2 separate regions of the Mus musculus genome follow, and region 2 is linked to region 1. A link is a contact called in public Hi-C data. All regions are on one chromosome and are shown on one strand. The core of a region is the stretch at or near the end of the contact, and the rest is flanking DNA. Distances in the headings are between cores, read along the strand shown.

The links. A called contact is a pair of places that touch in the nucleus more often than the background predicts.
Region 2: a contact with region 1 is called in a Hi-C map of cortical neurons, with 3 times the contacts expected there. The contact joins two enhancer-like sites. A contact is called at or near these places in 2 of 484 Hi-C or Micro-C datasets (the AML12 cell line and cortical neurons).

What each region holds. Positions count from the first base shown.
Region 1 is chr10:42,971,696-42,975,491 of GRCm38.p6, reverse strand. Gm5079 (predicted gene 5079) reads left to right here. Exons shown (of 3, transcript NR_153349.1): 3 at 2,934-3,796. Among named protein-coding and RNA genes, the nearest start is that of Gm5079, 18 kb to the left of the region's middle. Within about 2 kb of position 2,506, at least 94 of the 459 cell types and tissues checked have an H3K27ac peak or open chromatin away from gene starts, as enhancers often do. A contact at or near this core is called in cortical neurons, where this site is marked.
Region 2 is chr10:43,275,127-43,278,825 of GRCm38.p6, reverse strand. The region is part of intron 1 of Pdss2 (prenyl (solanesyl) diphosphate synthase, subunit 2); the gene reads right to left. Among named protein-coding and RNA genes, the nearest start is that of Pdss2, 55 kb to the right of the region's middle. Within about 2 kb of position 1,910, at least 32 of the 459 cell types and tissues checked have an H3K27ac peak or open chromatin away from gene starts, as enhancers often do. A contact at or near this core is called in cortical neurons, where this site is marked.

The DNA.
Region 1 (3,796 bases), core at 1,257-3,756:
GAACCAGATCTCTTCTACCACAGAAAGAAAAACAGACTCAGAGACATGAAGTGACTCCAAAAAGGACCAGGGAGGTAGCCTAGTAATTGAGCAATTGCCTACCCTGTGTGAGTTTCTCGGTTCAATCCCCAGCACAAGGGAGCTAGAGCAGAAGGCAGAGGACTTAGGTGTTGGGTGTATGGTGAAGGATCCATAACGTCATACCATACAACAAGTGGGAGGTTTATTCAGGGAGGTGGGGAGGGGATACAGAAGCTGCCTCTGATGGAGGTAGAGGGAAAAAGGCCCGTGGGGGTGGGGTGGGGGTGGGGAGTGGGCCCTTTATCAGAGGATGACACACATGCGCAGGAGGACATACAACAAGAGGTGACAGTGGGAATGTGTCACGTCTCTGAAGAGGTCAGTTCAGGAACTATGGAAAATTCCACCAGACCTCTCCCCTCCTGGAAGAGAACGGTCATAGAGCACATAGGTATCCCTCCCCCGAGAAGGGAAAGGATAACTACATTCCTCAGACCAAAGGGGGCACCAACCTGCAGATGAGGGAAGCCCAGAGCACACAGACACACTCCTCAGGGCAGACCTACAGTTAGCTATCCGCCGCAGATAAGGAAACCCCTTGCTACCTCATTCCCTGAGGACCAATCAGTTTAAAAGTCACGCTGCTCTGCCTATCACATTCTATTCTACCCCTGAAAACTGTATAAAAACTGGCTGAACGGGCTGCCCGAGGTTGCCACCTCTCCTTCCGGTGCAGGACAACCCCAGTGCGTTGGAACAATAAATACCTCTTGCTTTTGCAACAATCTCCAGCTCTGCGTTGTCCACTCGGGGATCCTGAGTAAGCTAAGGCTTGTCAGAGTCTTACATGCCATGGAGGTGTCTGATTGCTAACATTAGGGGTCTCCTGTAACAGAATGGTCACTCCCTCTCTTAGACCCATTCTTGAAGGAACTCAAGCCGTGTGTGACAGGGCAGAGGTGGCTAAGAGTGCAGCCTGGTTTGCCATCCAGGAACAGTGTCACCTGGTAGTCAAGGGGAGCAGAGCCTGAAGTTCTCAGGATCTAAGAACTGAGGCCTCTGGTCAAGGGACAGATCTTCAGCTGAAGAGAGCCGAATCTTTCTATCCACAGGCTGGCACCACCCCGACTTCATTTTAATCACCTGCCTGCTGTCCTTCAGCTGCTCAAAGGGGGGTTTTTTGTGGAGTCTGCTGTGCCTGAAGCCCCCCAAGGCCAATCTGCTCCCCAGGAAACCCTGCTCTGCTGCCTCCTCCTTCCACACTCAGCCAGAATCAGACAGCTGCTGCTTTCCAGGTCCCACGTTTCCTAAGGCTTTGCCCAGGCGTTTCCTCCAGGCTCCAGGTGAACTCTGCTGGTCCTTTTTGCCCCCCAGCTTGGGACTGGCTCTCGGCAGTAAAGCAGCCTTACAAGGGACACCGCCCAGCTGTATAATCAAACATTAGATGCCCAGATGAGAAATCATTGCTTGAAACCTCATCTGGAGCTTGACCAGCCTCTCAGCCATAAATCATATCCTGTTCTATTATAACAGCAGGTCAGTAGGACTCCCAGACACCTTACCAGAGGGGCTCTAAGCAGCAACTGTGGAGAGAAGAGTTGACTGTAAGTCAACAGCCCAGCCCAGTAGGCACAAACCGTCTTGTCCTGAATCCCCACCTCCTTTTGAAGCTCAGGCCTCCTAGCAGCCTTCTCCTTAGCTAGAGGCAGACTGGGTTTCCAGAGCTTTTTACCCGATGCCTCTTTAAAGTGTCTAATTTTAATGAAGAAATCTTTCATCTGCCATCCTGTTTCCAAGAGACAGGTTTGGAAGGAATTTTCACAAGTCACCGAGGCCCTTGGAAATGTTTCCTGGTGGGAAATGTAAGGCTGTAAGACACAAGATGTTCTCACTCTGGGTGAGAGCGGAGGGGCCAAAAGAAGGAAATAAAACACCTCCCCCCCCCCCCCCGCCCCCAAGTGTTTCGAGAGCCAAGTGGAGGAAGGATACGGAGGTACAAGCAAAAGGGGAAGAGTGTTTCACTGGAAGTGTAGAAAGGGTAGTTGTACCTGAGAACAGAATCCTCCTGGGGTGGGGTGGGAGGATGCTGGGGAGTTTAAGCGAGGGGATAGAGGGTGGGGGATACTTGGGAGGGCCACAGGGGATGGGCTGGGGAACAGAACCCGCAACAGGAATGAGAGTCAAAGGCCCTAAATATATACACAACGCACACACAATGGAAGAAAAAAAAACTCAAATTTATTCCCTCTGGAGCTGTTTGAGCCAAAAAGGAAAACAAAAAACAAAACCCAAAAAAACAAAAACAAAAAAACGCTGAACTGCGGCTGAGCTGTCATTGCTGAGCTGGGGCTCTGGGCAGTGAATGCAGGTGTGTGTTGAGCCACAACCCTTCCAGAGGTGAGGCTGGGACGGAACATCTCCAAGGCTCAGGCCTCGCAGATCTCTCTCCCTAGCTCTTCCCATCAAGGAAACGGCTTCCCCAGTGCTCACCTCCAGGGGCGCCAGAGCGTTTCTTGTGGACTGTATGCTACAGCCTCCACTTGGAGCAATGGAGCCCCCTAGGTAGGCGGTTAGTGCTGCCGGATTCTGCTCTGAGGTTCTCTGGATTCTCCGGACACCCCCCAGGCCCCATCGGGAGAGGGATTGGATAAATATGTTAGAAACACAGGCAGGGGCCGTTGGAAATATGAAGCCATGGATTTTCCCAATCAGCTGAGTCAACAGATGTGGGGCGGGGGCGGGTAGGAGGGCGAGGAAGTCATGGACAAGGGAGAGGTATGGGGCTTAATGGAGGTGGCTTTGAGAAGAGAGTGGCTCTCCAGGGTCACTAAAAAGCCTCCTCTCAAATCTATGAGCACGTCCACTTAGAGTTTGAACTGACCGGGCCTTTTTTTTTTTTTTTTTTAAATAAGTCTATGGATTAATACTTGGACTCGACAGTGCCTTCTGCAACTGGTGATAGAAGAAGACACCATTTCCTAGCTCTCTCTGACACACAATTCTCACCAACACCAAAAAACAGTGGCTAACAAGACTGAACTACAAACCTCAACCTGGTTTCTAGTGCGCTTCTGTTTACCCTGCTTCTGCTAATGAGATACTACTTGGAGATGCAAATTTTTAAGAATGTTAGCTTCAGCCTGGAGAGAAGGAAACTGCAATTTGCAGTTTGTGCTGGGAGTGATAACCTTCGTAAGTAATGGGTTTCACTGATTAACTGCTGCTAACAAAACATTGTTGCCAAACCTGTTAATCTAAAACTAGCAATAGGACGGCTGTTAGATCCACATTTCCCTTCCTCCAGTCCCCAGAGAGCTCAGAGAAATATTTCTCACTTAAATAGCCTTCATCTTCCCATGTATTTTATTGCATCTGCTAATAGGTTAGCCATAAGTTAGGAGCGGTTCGGAGATAGATATCCAATCAACCTCAACGAGGAGTTCAAGGAGAAAAGCAATTCCATTTAAAACATGGTTTTTGTTTGTTTGTTTGTTTTCCTAACTGGAAGGTGGAGTGGGGAAATGTGTGAGTTTGCTGAGTACTCAAATAAATGGAAGTACTAAGCGCTCTTAGTGATCAGAAGGTTTGATGTCTCGCGTCGCTCGTTGTGTATGTGACAGTGCACTCAATTCCCAGAACCAAGCAACAACCCTTTCACGGAGATTCTTTCTGCTGACCTGCCCACGAAAACCCACCCCAATTGACTCTCAATATTTTGCTGCTTAGATTGACATCTGAGAGAGCCCCTAAAGCAGGTCCTCATTGTGCCCTCAAC
Region 2 (3,699 bases), core at 661-3,160, 300 kb before region 1:
AAGGCACCCAACTAAAGCAAAGAAAGACTGTGTGGCTGTGCTCACTCTCCCGTCATAGAAACGTCTTCATTAGGGGAGTTCAACAAAGTGTAAAACTAAGGTATGAAGACCTTTTCCCATGAATTATTCCAAACAGCATTGTCTACCTGTCAGAATATCATTAGTAAGAACTTAAAATAAGTTCCTCCACGGTGAACAAAACAAATGCCTTCTGTGTTTCCAGTGCACTTAGCAGAGATTCCGTTCTGAAGAACTCTGAAACAGTCAGCAGTGTGACTTACCATTTGTCTCACAGGGGGACCTGCATAATTCAGGTGTTGGAAGTATGAACTGAGGTGCACTGTCCCTCCTATCCCAGCCCAGCCCCCAAGTCACATCTGTGATGCTGAAGTCCATAAGGCTCACTGAGATTAGAATCTGTGAGTGTGGATGCTGCAGGTTTTCGTGTAGCAGTTCCATCTGAGATGAAACCTTCTAACTTGGAAGGGTCTTAAGATACAGGGTGTTCTAAGGCAAGGTCCCCAACCTTCCGAATGCTGTTACCCTTTAGCACTGTCTCTCATGTTGTGGTGATACCCCAAGTGTATTATTATTTTTGTTGCTACTTCAATAAGTGTAATTTTGCTAAGGATCATAATGTAAATATCTGATATGCAACCTCCTGTGGGGGTAGAACCACTGCTCTAAAGCAAAGTGAAACAGTCAATCCTGCAGCGGTCCTGGAGTCAGGAAGTAACAATTGAAAGGCTTGAGAAGTCCCAGAAACTGACCAGACAGACCCCACCCCCAGTGCTCAAACCAACTAAGCCACCAGGGAAGGGAACTCTCCAACACTGCCTGCCACCTGCAAGCACAATTCAGTTTGCTCAAGGCTTAGTGTGCCTTGAGCTGGTGCTGCGGGGGGAGGGGGGGGGCTCTGGTGATGCAGGTGACTGAGTCATTTCTGTTTCCATAAGTACCCCTCAGCCATCCTCCTGTAAGCAACCCTGATGGAACTCCCAGGTCCACCAATTGGACTTTGGTCGTGTCCTACATGTGGTCTGTCACTAGTTCCTTATCTAGAGTGAGTAGATACTGTTCACGTTTCTCAGGCTTGTGTCACACAGCACAGATCCAGATCCAAGCTATCTTGGGCTATATTCAGCTTATTTAAGAGTCATTCACTGCCTACTTTTGCATCTAACCTAACATCTTTGTGAATATCAGGTAAACCTTTTGGGGGTAGGAATGTTTAACAAATCACAAGTTTTCACCATGCTAAAAGCCAAGAATTTTATCAGATAACATCTGAAACCTGTAGCAAGAGACAGTGGTGGGGTCCTTAGCTGGGGACCTAGCCCACACAGGGCGCCTGGACCTAACTGTTCTCCCCACATGTGGCCGTCTCACTGTTTCCTCAGCTGGTTGTGTTTACTCAATCAGAGGACAGACGGCCTGCTTTGCTATAAATTGCCTGCCTGGCGTTTCTACTGGTGTATCTGAAAAGCACCCTGATAAATTATTTTGTTGTTATTCTTCTGTAAGTAAGTATATAAAACCTTCCTGAAGCCATTCTCACACTGCAATATGGTTCTTGAGGCAACCTGATGTTGTCACCTAAGGCCGTGCACTTGCAAACTCTTCTTCCCGTTAAGGTGACAGGTATGCTTCATAGCAACAGGACAGCTGGCACATTTCTTTTGCAGCACACGTTCAAGCACATGGGAAAAGCATATGGGTGCACTGTCCTCTGAAGAATACAAGTGCATGCAGCAGCCTCGCAGTCTGCCCCACAGGAAAGGAGCTCTTGTCTGATGGACTGCAACAATCTTTATCCACGTTCATCTTGACTTACAAGTACCTTGTTTGCTTGGTTCAGAAAAAGTAAACAAAATGATTTGCAAACAGGTGTGATAATCGACATCGGAGGATAAGGCATGACTGTATTACAGCACGGAAATGGCTTCTCTATTGTTTGTTTTCTTGCAGTTCTACAGGCTACTGGAGTGTCCACCAGCCATTTATTTGTTCCTTCAGAAACTCCACTTGGCTCTTTGTAGATCTGGTGCTATTCTGCCAACATCATGTTATATTAAGCCCTCACAAAATAATGTGATTGAGGTTTGGTTCTTTAAAAAATTCAAAACCCGGAAAAAGGGAAAGAATACGAACCCTAATGCATTTAGGAACAAACAACCTATTACAGAGAATAAGTGTGTCTGGCAGAACTCTGGAGATGACAGAAAACAAGAGGAAACAGCATTTCTTAATGTCATTTAAATATGCACACAGGAGACAGGGAGATGTGCTAGGACAGAGAATCAACAGGAACTCCACTATTCCTGCACACACAATAGGGTCTCATTAGCAGTAAAAGAACAGGTGTCTGGGGACCCATTTATAAAGGCTATTAACTATTGTGAGCTGCTGGGTCCCAGATTTATTTTAGTACTAGGCAACAGATTTAAAAAGATACAAATTTAAATCTACCCATTAGCATGTGAAAGCAATGCCCAGCTTTGCAGTCTAGTTTAATGGAAGGTATTCTCCAGTAGTCCTGCCAGGAGGGCAGTGAAGCTCACAAGCACTTCCCAACGCCCACAACCATCTGCATTCTATACCTCATCTGAATATTAAAAAATTGAGGAATGATCTTTTTGTTTTGACTTGTCAAAATGAAACAGGATCAATCTACAAACAATCTACAAGAACTAAGTGTTTATCAGACTTAAAAGAAATGGCAAACATGTAGTTTTGTCTTAATCAAATAATGACAAACATGTAGCTGTTTTAAAAGCTGAAAAGAGTAAGAAGGGGCACATACTGCTCTCAGAGAGGACTCACACAGCAGCTTACAAATGCCTGCAAAGCCAGCCCTAGGGGATCCAACACCCTCTTCTGGCTTCCACAGACACTGCACACACTTGGCACACACGCACACACCACATAAATATAAAGTAAAAATAAATCTAAGACCATTTTTTTTTTAAAGCAGGAAAAGGAATCACACAGACCTCTTGTCCTGGATCCAGTGCACTTCACCATATTTTATATTTACTTTGAAAATCGTTGAGTGACAACAGTTATCCTCTAGTAATATTTTACTGTCTCATTTCAGATGACTAATACATATCTCCTCCCCTCCCTCCTCCCTTTCTGTTTCACACGTCTCCAGTGTCTTGCTAAATTGCCCACACTGCCCTCAAATTTACAATCCTCCAATGGCCTCCAAGGTAGGAGAGATTATAGGCATGGAGCACCCCACTAGTTTCCTCTGATACACTTATTTACAGAACACAGAGACAAGTGTAGTTAATACGCTAGCCATTATGGTAGAAGCTAATACCCAAGGACAGTATGAAGGTCAACGAGCTAACGGTTATTGTTGGTATCATGTCAAGCTTACACTTACCCGTGTCTAATACTTTAGTTTCACTTATTTGCTTATATAATTTTCTGATTGTGCTATTTTTTTCACTTACTTAATATGAAGAGATTATACTTGTACCATACCTTATAGAGACTAAAGGTCTACAACTACGACTATTCAAAGCCAATGTAAACATGAAATGGTAAAAAGGAAAAAAATTGAGATATTGATAGGAACAGCAAAGACAGAAACACAATTCTTACAAATACATTGCTCTTTTAAATGGAATTGATTTGATGAGGCCAAGGGCTCTCAGTTTGGTATTAGTAGCATCTTGTGCTGGACCTTTG